Regions from separate parts of the Mus musculus genome. Here region 1 is linked to region 2. The links are chromatin contacts, called in public HiChIP or PLAC-seq maps. All regions are on one chromosome and are shown on one strand. The core of a region is the stretch at or near the end of the contact, and the rest is flanking DNA. Distances in the headings are between cores, read along the strand shown. Region 1 has its middle 82 kb from the start of Gm11186. Region 2 has its middle 68 kb from the start of Gm30366.

Region 1 (4,742 bases), core at 1,481-3,980, 690 kb after region 2:
ATTTTAATTTTGTTCTCACAAGACCTAGACCAGCAGGTTGTTCTTCAGTAGCAGGGAAAAGGCGGGAGAAGAGAAAATAAAGAAGATAGGAAATCTGGGGTCAGGAGGTTTTACATAAGCTAAGTCTTATGCCAAACAAGCTTGTTAAGAAGTACAGCATCAGCAGGGCATGGTGGCGCATGCCTTTAATCCCAGCACTCGGGAGGCAGAGGCAGGCGGATTTCTGAGTTCAAGGCCAACCTGGTCTACAAAGTGAGTTACAGGACAGCCAAGGCTAAACAAAGAAACCCTGTCTCAAACCCTGCCCCCCCCCAAAAAGAAGTACAGCATCTTATATACAACTTCTATGTGAGAAATGAGACCGTGTCAGCCACAAGCTACCATACAACGGGATAAAGTCAGCAGGAAGCTAACCAAGCCACAAGGGAACAAAAGCTCTCTCCAGTGCACCACAGACTGAGCACTCAGCAGCCTTAGACTGATAACCACAGCCCCTTGGGGTGGGAAAATCAGAAGCCACCACTTCCAGGCCATTTCTGGCTCTGCCAAGAATAGTTCCTAGGAAGGAAGGAAGGAAGGAAGGAAGGAAGGAAGGAAGGAAGGAAGGAAGGAAGGAAGGAAAAAAGAGAGAGAGAAAGGGAAAGAGAAAAGAAAAGGAAAAAGAAAAAGGAAAGGAAGAGAGTTTGAAAACAGTATCCATCTTTTTACTGCCTCCAAGAAACATACCTCCCCATCAATGATAGATGTCACCTTATGGTAAGAAGCTGGGGAAAGTTATCCCAAACAAAGGGAACTAAAAACCAAACAGACATAATTATTCCAGTACCTGACAAATAGACTTCAAGCCAAAATGAATCAGAAAAAGTAAAGATGGGGCTGGAGAGATGGCTCAGTGGTTAAGATTACCAACTGCGTCAGAAGGCTGGCGAGCAGCTAGCATGGCAGATGAGGAGGAAGACCCCACCTTTGAGGAGGAGAATGAAGAAATTGGAGGAGGAGCGGAAGGTGGCCAGGGGAAGAGAAAGAGACTTTTCTCAAAAGAATTGCACTGTATGATGTATGGGTTTGGGGACGACCAGAATCCTTATACAGAGTCCGTGGACATTCTCGAAGACCTTGTCATAGAGTTCATCACTGAAATGACTCACAAGGCAATGTCGATTGGAAGACAAGGTCGAGTGCAAGTTGAAGATATTGTCTTCCTAATTCGAAAGGATCCAAGGAAGTTTGCTAGAGTTAAAGACTTACTAACTATGAATGAAGAATTGAAACGGGCTAGAAAAGCTTTTGACGAAGCCAACTATGGATCTTGACACCGTTCGTACTTCCTGAGATTTTGGTATTTTCTGTGGAAGCCATACATTGAAGTTGTTGTCTGCAGTAACATGATAGCTCGGTATGCAATGAAAGAGGTCTTCAACTCGAGCCTCCCGTTGCCTGTCTTTATCTGACCATATCTGAATTGCTTCCTGGCTTTAATAACTCCTAAGTTAAAGCATTGCAAACCATGTGGTTCCACCCGAAAGGGTGGAAGTAGTATGTATTCTTCTGGTAGACGTGTGTATTCCAAGCTGTATACCATTGCTGCATAGTATACAATCTGAACGTCCTTTGATTTTATAAATGGTGAGGCTGTGCTCTGTGTATCTCAAGGCTTTAGAGGACAGTGGTGGGGGAGTTATTAAAGAGAATGAGCTGGCTTGTGGGGGTTTTTAAGAAACGAAATTCTTGACTTAATAGATCATTTGTTTTTAATATTCTTTTCTAAAGAACACTTTTTTTTAAAAGAAACTAATATTTGCTAAGTGTTAGCAGTCCTCGTCTTCCTTGATGACTGTAAAGCTTCCAATACAAATGCCTCAGTAGTGGGAACGGCAGGGCTTATAGAGCCGATGCCAGCCCAGGTGTTTCTGGCTGTGCTCTAGTGACGGAAATGTAAGTACTTTCATTGTGAGAACGGAGAGTTGATTAAATCTGAATGTGGCTGTGCAAACCATTTTTGTGGTTCAGGCTTTGTGTGTAGTTCACTTACGGTATTAAATTATTATTCTGCTTAGCTTATAATAAGGATAATTGCATTTAAAGAGGTTACTGAATGTTACTCTGAAACTTACTGGTGCTTTTAACATCTAAATCAGTACTTGGGGAAATACTAGCTCTTTAATCTACTGATACAAGGAATAAAGAATGAGGAATTAAACACATCAAAAAAAAAAAAAAAAAAAAAAGATTACCAACTGCTCTTCCAGAGGTCCTGAGTTCAATTCCCAGCAACCACATGGTGGCTCACAACCATCTGTAATGAGATCTGATGCCCTCTTCTGGTGAGTCTAAAGACAGCTACAGTGTGCTCATATACATAAAGTAAAAATAAATCTTTTAAAAAAAGAAAAAGAAAGAAAGAAAAGAAGAAGTAAAGAGGGACTCTTTAAATTCATTAAAGGAAAAATCCACCAACTGGATATTATAATCCTAAACATACATACACCAAAAAAGAGAGGCACCTAGTTTTAAAAAAGAAATGATATTATATCTAAAACCATATGCCAAGGACCAGCCTCCGCTGGGAGAGGGGTTCCTGAGAGAAATGGTATTTGAGAGCAGCAAAATAATAGTAGTAGTAGTAGTAGTAATACTCAAAGCCAGTCTTGGGTACGAGCTGTGTGCTGCTTGAGACAGCTTTCTCTGGAGATCACCAGACTGCTCAAGTTTCACAGAACAAAGCCCAGTATTTAATTTACATATCAATCCAGTTATTTACTCCAGTTTTCCTTTTGATTATCCCAGGAATCAGCATTCCATTTCCCCAGCCCCATTATTCTTAGAAAAAGACAGCAAGCAAAAAATTTTAACATTACAAATGAATTCATTTGTATCATCTCCCTCCCTTTGAAAACACAGACAATAAGCGAGCAAGGTGTGATCACATCCTGAGATTACCATTCCCAACATACCTGGACCTAAACTAGCTCTGTCCCAGGCTGACCTTGAGCTCAGGAATCTGCTTTCTTTTGTATCTACCTGTTTTTGTATCTTTCTGACAAGCTGGCTCATAGCACACCTGCCTCTGTTCTTTAAGACCCATGAAGACCCTCATATAATTCATATTACATCCTTATATTTTTACAAAGTTAAGAAATCCTGTTTATATATTTTGAGCTCATGTTTTTAGAGTTCTTTCCCACAGCCTTAAGGATTGCCCTGAAGATCACAACATTTACCATTTTTGCTAAGGACATAGACACACCCTCACCTCTTTGACTCATGCTCTCTCTGATTATCATGGAGTCATTAACCTTGACATAGAGGACATTCCCCAATAACCTTGGCAGGCATTTTATATATATGCATGCCTCATGCCCAGCAACCATCAACACAGGAGGTAGAACCCACACCATGCTGGCTCTGTTCCAGGAATAGGAAAACATGCCACACCATCCCTTCCAAGCCATACAGGACGGCAACCATAGATTAACCACAACACAGTGATGGCAGTGACTTTGATTCTCCAGTTTGGGAGACATAGACCAATGGACAAGACATGTGAGGAAAAACTGAGCAGAAAACTCTGGAATAAAATAATATCACAGACCAAATGGACCTTACAGGTGTCTACAGAACATCCCATCCAAACAGTAATGTATACACATTCTTCTCAGTAACCCGTGGAACCTTCTCCAAAATCAACTGTATATTAGGGCACAAAGCAAGTCTCACCAAATACAGGAAACTGAAATAACATCTGCATTCTAGCTGATCACCATGGAATAAAGCTGGATTTCAGTAGCAATAGAAAATGTTCAAACTCATGAAATCTGAACAATGTTAACAGAGATCAAGGAAGAAATCAAGAAAGAAATGCAAAGCTTCGTAGAATTGAATAAAATTGAAAACATAGAATACCAAAGTGTTTACATCAAAAAAGTTGAGGTGTTTAGTAGCACACACCTTTCTTCTTGGCACTTGGGAGGCAGAGGAAGGAGGGTCCCTGAGAGTGCATAGCCACTATGATCTACATAGCAAGTTCCAGGCCAGCCAGGGATACATAGTTAAGTAATAATAATTGAAGACAGGTAAGATGATTCTGTTCAGCAGGTAAAGGATGTTATTTCGAATCCTGATGACCTGAGTTCAACTCCCAGAACTTGCATGGTAAAGGAGAACCAACTCCTGTTGGTTGTCCTCTAACCTCTACATATATGCTGTGCCACAAACACACACACACACACAACTTGAATTGTGACAGACATCAATCTAATAACTTAATGATGTGCCTGAAAACCTTGGAAAAGTAAGAACAAGCAATGCCCAAATAGTACATTAGGCAATATAATAAAAATCAGGGGGGCTAGAGAGATGGCTCAGTGGTTAAGAGCACTGACTGTTCTTCAGAAGGTCCTGAGTTCAAATCCTAGCACCCACATGATGGCTCACAGCCATCTGTAATGAGATCTGATGCCCTCTTCTGGAGTGTCTGAAGACACCTACAGTGTACTTACATATAATAAATAAATAAATCTTTAAAAAAAATAAAAATCAGGGATTAAATTAATGAAATAGAAACAAAAATAAATAAAAGAATCGAAGACAAAGAGTTGATTCTTCAAAAAGATTGCCTTAATCAGAAGAGAGTCTAAATTAACAGCGTTAGAGATGAAAGGAGACATAATAACACTGTAACACTGAGGAAATTCAGAACATCATAAAGTCGCACTCTAAGAATCATTATTCTACAACATGAA
Region 2 (4,178 bases), core at 1,347-3,846:
CTTCTTCGCACATGTAAATACGTTTAGTGACTCAAGTACCACTAAAGTTGAAAAGGTCATAGGGTGAAGGGTAACATTGTGCACACTTCCCTAGGGAGGAAGTCTTTGAAGCTTCAAGCCTAACTGGCTGCAGTCAAGAATCATCAAATATCTTTACAGTCTGTTTCCCAGATCCTGACCTGACCCAGCAGCAGTGACCACCACTACCTGGAATTCCTTATGTCCTGTTTTTGGGAAGCTGTTGATTAGTCCCTTGTAGAGCTAACTTTATGCATAGTCATTTTTTTCCCCACTTTTCAAGTAGAGGGGCTCAGGCAAACAGGGCCTGGTATAAAGTAGGCAGACATTTATGCAAAAATGAATGGATGAATGAATGAATGAGCAAGGCTTTCCTATCCTCTCCATCTTTGCAGTCTCATTAGACTTTTTTAACACCCAAGCTGGCATTTATGAGTTCACTCCTATAATAGGTTAAGCGGTGTCCCTCCAAATCCATGTATAATGAGAACTTTAGGCTGTGAGCTGATTGAAAACAGGGTCTATGTGGATGTAATTAGTTAAGGATCTTGAGATGAAAACCTCTCTGGATTTGCAGTGAGTACTAAAGCAAATAACTCATGTCTTGGATGAGGGAGGAGACCAAGGGAGAAACAGGGATAGCGATCTGCCAAGATGGAGCCAGAGACTGGTGTGATGTGATCCAAGCCCAGAGCAGCCGGATGGTTGGTTCCCATCTGCAGCTAAGAGAGGGTCTTAGCTGTAGACTCCAGGAAACATCAGCTAACCCTGCTTTTGAACTCACAGCTTCCTAATATGTGAGGGAATAACTTCTGATTTTTTTCTCTTTACTTGTATATGTGTGCAGGTGTGCACGTATGCAGTATTAGGGTGTGTGCTTGTGGAGGCTAGAGGACAACATCAGCTGTCATCATTTCCTAATCATTGTCCAGGGCTGGCTTGAAGGTCACCAAGTAGGCTAAGCTGGCTGACTTGTGACTCCAGAGTTCCTCCTGTCTCTGCCTCTCCAGCACTGGGATTGCCAATGCGTGTTACCATGTGTGACTTCTTTTTGTTAAATGTGAGTTCTGGAGAAGTGGACTCAGGAGAAAAGCATGTTACCAGCTGGGCCATTACCCCATTACCAAGTTACCCTGTTTATGGTAACTTGTTTTAGCATCCTTGAAACACTAAGATAACCTTATTAGCATCTGATAGGCTGTTAAATCCTCTCTTGTTCCCTACCTTGATCAGCTTAGGAGAAGGTTTGGGTCATAGCTGAATGTCTGTGTCCTGAAAATAACCTGACCAAATATCTTGGTTTGACTGGGTCTTCCAAAAACACCTGAGCTAAAACTGAAATAGCAGATTTATTGGGACAACTGGTCAACCTACTAACATGGTATCTTAGTCATTGTTTTATTGCTATGAAGAGACACCATGACCAAGACAACTTTTATAAAGAAAGCATTTAATTGCGGCTGGTTTACAGTTTCAGAGATTTAGTCCATTATCATTATGGTGGGAAGCATGGTAGCATGCAGGCAGACATGGTGCTGGAGAAGGAGCTGAGAGTTCTACATCCAGATCTGCAGGCAGCAGGAAGAGAGAGACATTGAGTCTGGCTTGGGCTTCTAAAAATCCCCAAAGCCCACCCCCAGTGACACACTTCCTCCAGCAAAGCCACACCTCTTAATCCCTCTTAAGTAGTGCCACTCCCTGGTGATCAAGCATTCAAATACATGAACCTGTGGGGACTATTCTTATTCGACTGCCATGAAAGATTATCAGTGCCAGCTGGTACCTGATTGGCATGACAGTTCTTTCTTTAACTACAGTCTCTTATTTATTGTACGTGGGAGGGTGCTTACCACAGTATGTGAGGGGAAGTCAGAGGACTGCTTATGGGAGTTGATTTGCTCCTCTGCCTTGTAGGTCCTGGGGATTGAACTTAGGTCTTTAGGTATGGTGGCAGGCACCTTTATCTGCTGAATCTTCTCATCAGCCCCAGTTGCAGCTTATGGGTAAGGAGAGGGTGTGGCTGGGCTAGCTGCAGATGGCATATTCAAGCATCTTGTGCAAGGTTTGCATAGAGCCTGATAGGAGACGACCGAGAATGTGAAATCTCTGGGTATCAGGGAGGAGGCCTATATGGCTATTCTGTAGAGGTCCTGGAGGTTACTGTTTTGGAATTCCTGGAGGGTTCCCTGGAGGTCTGTTCTTGGGAGGTGAGGGGGTGGGGTGGGGTGGCCCAGGCACTTCTAGACCGAGGCACTCTGCCTCCAGGAAGCAGCTGGTACCTGCTGTGCTCAGGAGCTTCTGTTCTGGGACCAATACCTAGCAAGCCTCAGTTCCACACCCTCAGCCTCCTCTATTTGAATACTCTGAATGGAGCTGATTGCCTAAATTAAAGGTATTATGCTATAATGATTGTTATAATTAAAACTATTATCATCTGAAAGAGACCAGAACAGGAGAAAACCACTGCAAAGACTTTTAAAGCTTTTAAGGTGTGTTTTTTGAACCAGATAAAAGCGGCTTTGTGTGGAGTGGTTTAAAGAGAGGGAGAAAAGGTGAGTGGCCACCTGTGGCCTCTGAAATGTGGTGGCACCGCGGGAAGCTTGGTTCCCAGCTAGGTGGGTGGCAGCCTCAGGGGATCTGCCCACAGGGGGAGGGGCACTGCCACTTGGCCTAGAGCCAAGGTGGGGACTGTGAGCAACATAGGCATGCTAGCAGAGGTTTTGAGGGAACTGGGGCCCGCCTGGGATCAGACTGGACAGTGTTCTGAAAGGCACAGCCTGTGAAATGATTGACTTGTCTTCTGCCATAGGTCCCTTAGTTCTGCCTCCCTCAGGAAGGGAGGCAGCATACAGGCCTGGGGATGTGAGGCTACAGAGCCTTCATGTGACAGTGGGAGGGGGCAGAGGCTCTAGGGGTCAGCTCAGGAAGGGTCAGGGTGGGGGCAGGATTCAGACTCACAGCAGTGTCTGGACTTGGCATTTGGGTTACCCAAGGCTCAGGACTTGATAGGATGTGGAGATGAGGCCAGGACAGTGTCCAGCAGCATTTTTTTATTTTTATTTTTATTTTTATTTTTATTTTTAGCTTTAACTCTGTCTTACCAGCAAGTGAGAAAAGAAAAACTTTACAGGGGCATGGATGAGGCTAGAACTCCCAACTTAGAGGGTGTTATGGCCTTACTTAGGAGCTCTTCCTTAAGAGCCAGGCTGACTTTCCCACATGTATACATGTGGGAATGAGTGTGTGTATATGTGCGTGTGTGTGGGTGTGTGCGCGTGTATGTGTGTATGTGTGTGCATGTGTGTGTGCGTGCATGCGTGCCTGTGTGCGTGTGTGTGTGTGTGTGTGTGTGTGTGTGTGTGTATGTATGTATGTGTGATAATACTCTGCAGGATCCCAAGATGGACACGCCTGGTATAAGGTCACACAGCCAGGCTTAGAGCCTGGTCAGGCTGTTCCTGATCCTACATTCTTGATTTCTGTGCTGTACTGTGAAGCAGCAGAAGGTGATGTCCATCCATGTGCCTCTTTGGTGTAAGATATATTTTGAGCTAAAGGTAACTGAGAAGAGCCATGGGGAGATGGGACAATCGGTAAAGTGCTTGTCATGCAAGCACAAAGACCCAAGTTTGATCCCCCAGAAGCCATATAATAAAAGCTTATTTCAGTCTTTTTCTCAAGGGTTTAAAGAACTCATGGAATAACTTTGGTCAGAGCTAGAACATTTTAAGAGTCTGGTAGGCTGGCAGTGAAGACTTTGCCTCTGAGTTGCCTGCAGCTGTCATCTCAATTTAACTCATCAGCTATAGATGCATAGACTTCTACCCTAGCCCATAATAGCCAGCATAGAATTTTGCTCTTTCCTAAACCTGAGACCTTTGTTCTCTTCATGACATACACCTTCATTTTGCCAAATCCGTGTCTCCTGATCTGCAACTCCTAAGGCCTCAAATGAAGCTCTTTCATAATTTCCAGCTTGATATTAATCAATTTTATGGTAGTTAAAAAAAAGTCCCCCCCAAATGTCCCCCAGGCATTTGAACCTTGGTTCCCATTTGATGGCTTTGCTTAGGGAGGTCTTGGAGCTATATGGCCTTGTTGGAGGAAGAATGCTGCTGAAGGAGAACTTTGAGTGTTTAAAGCCTTTCACCATTTCTGGT

Evidence for each region. HiChIP or PLAC-seq counts read pairs in DNA pulled down with a chosen protein or histone mark.
Region 1: a contact with region 2 is called in an H3K27ac HiChIP or PLAC-seq map of embryonic stem cells, with 8 times the contacts expected there. The contact joins two enhancer-like sites. A contact is called at or near these places in 1 of 484 Hi-C or Micro-C datasets (nephron progenitors), 3 of 115 datasets of contacts at active chromatin or transcription factors (astrocytes and embryonic stem cells) and 1 of 9 other capture datasets (embryonic stem cells).

The regions. Positions count from the first base shown.
Region 1 is chr11:53,199,746-53,204,487 of GRCm38.p6, forward strand. It overlaps the pseudogene Gm11189. Among named protein-coding and RNA genes, the nearest start is that of Gm11186, 82 kb to the left of the region's middle. Within about 2 kb of position 2,731, at least 4 of the 459 cell types and tissues checked have an H3K27ac peak or open chromatin away from gene starts, as enhancers often do. A contact at or near this core is called in embryonic stem cells, where this site is marked.
Region 2 is chr11:52,509,570-52,513,747 of GRCm38.p6, forward strand. No RefSeq gene overlaps it. Among named protein-coding and RNA genes, the nearest start is that of Gm30366, 68 kb to the right of the region's middle. Within about 2 kb of position 2,597, at least 4 of the 459 cell types and tissues checked have an H3K27ac peak or open chromatin away from gene starts, as enhancers often do. A contact at or near this core is called in embryonic stem cells, where this site is marked.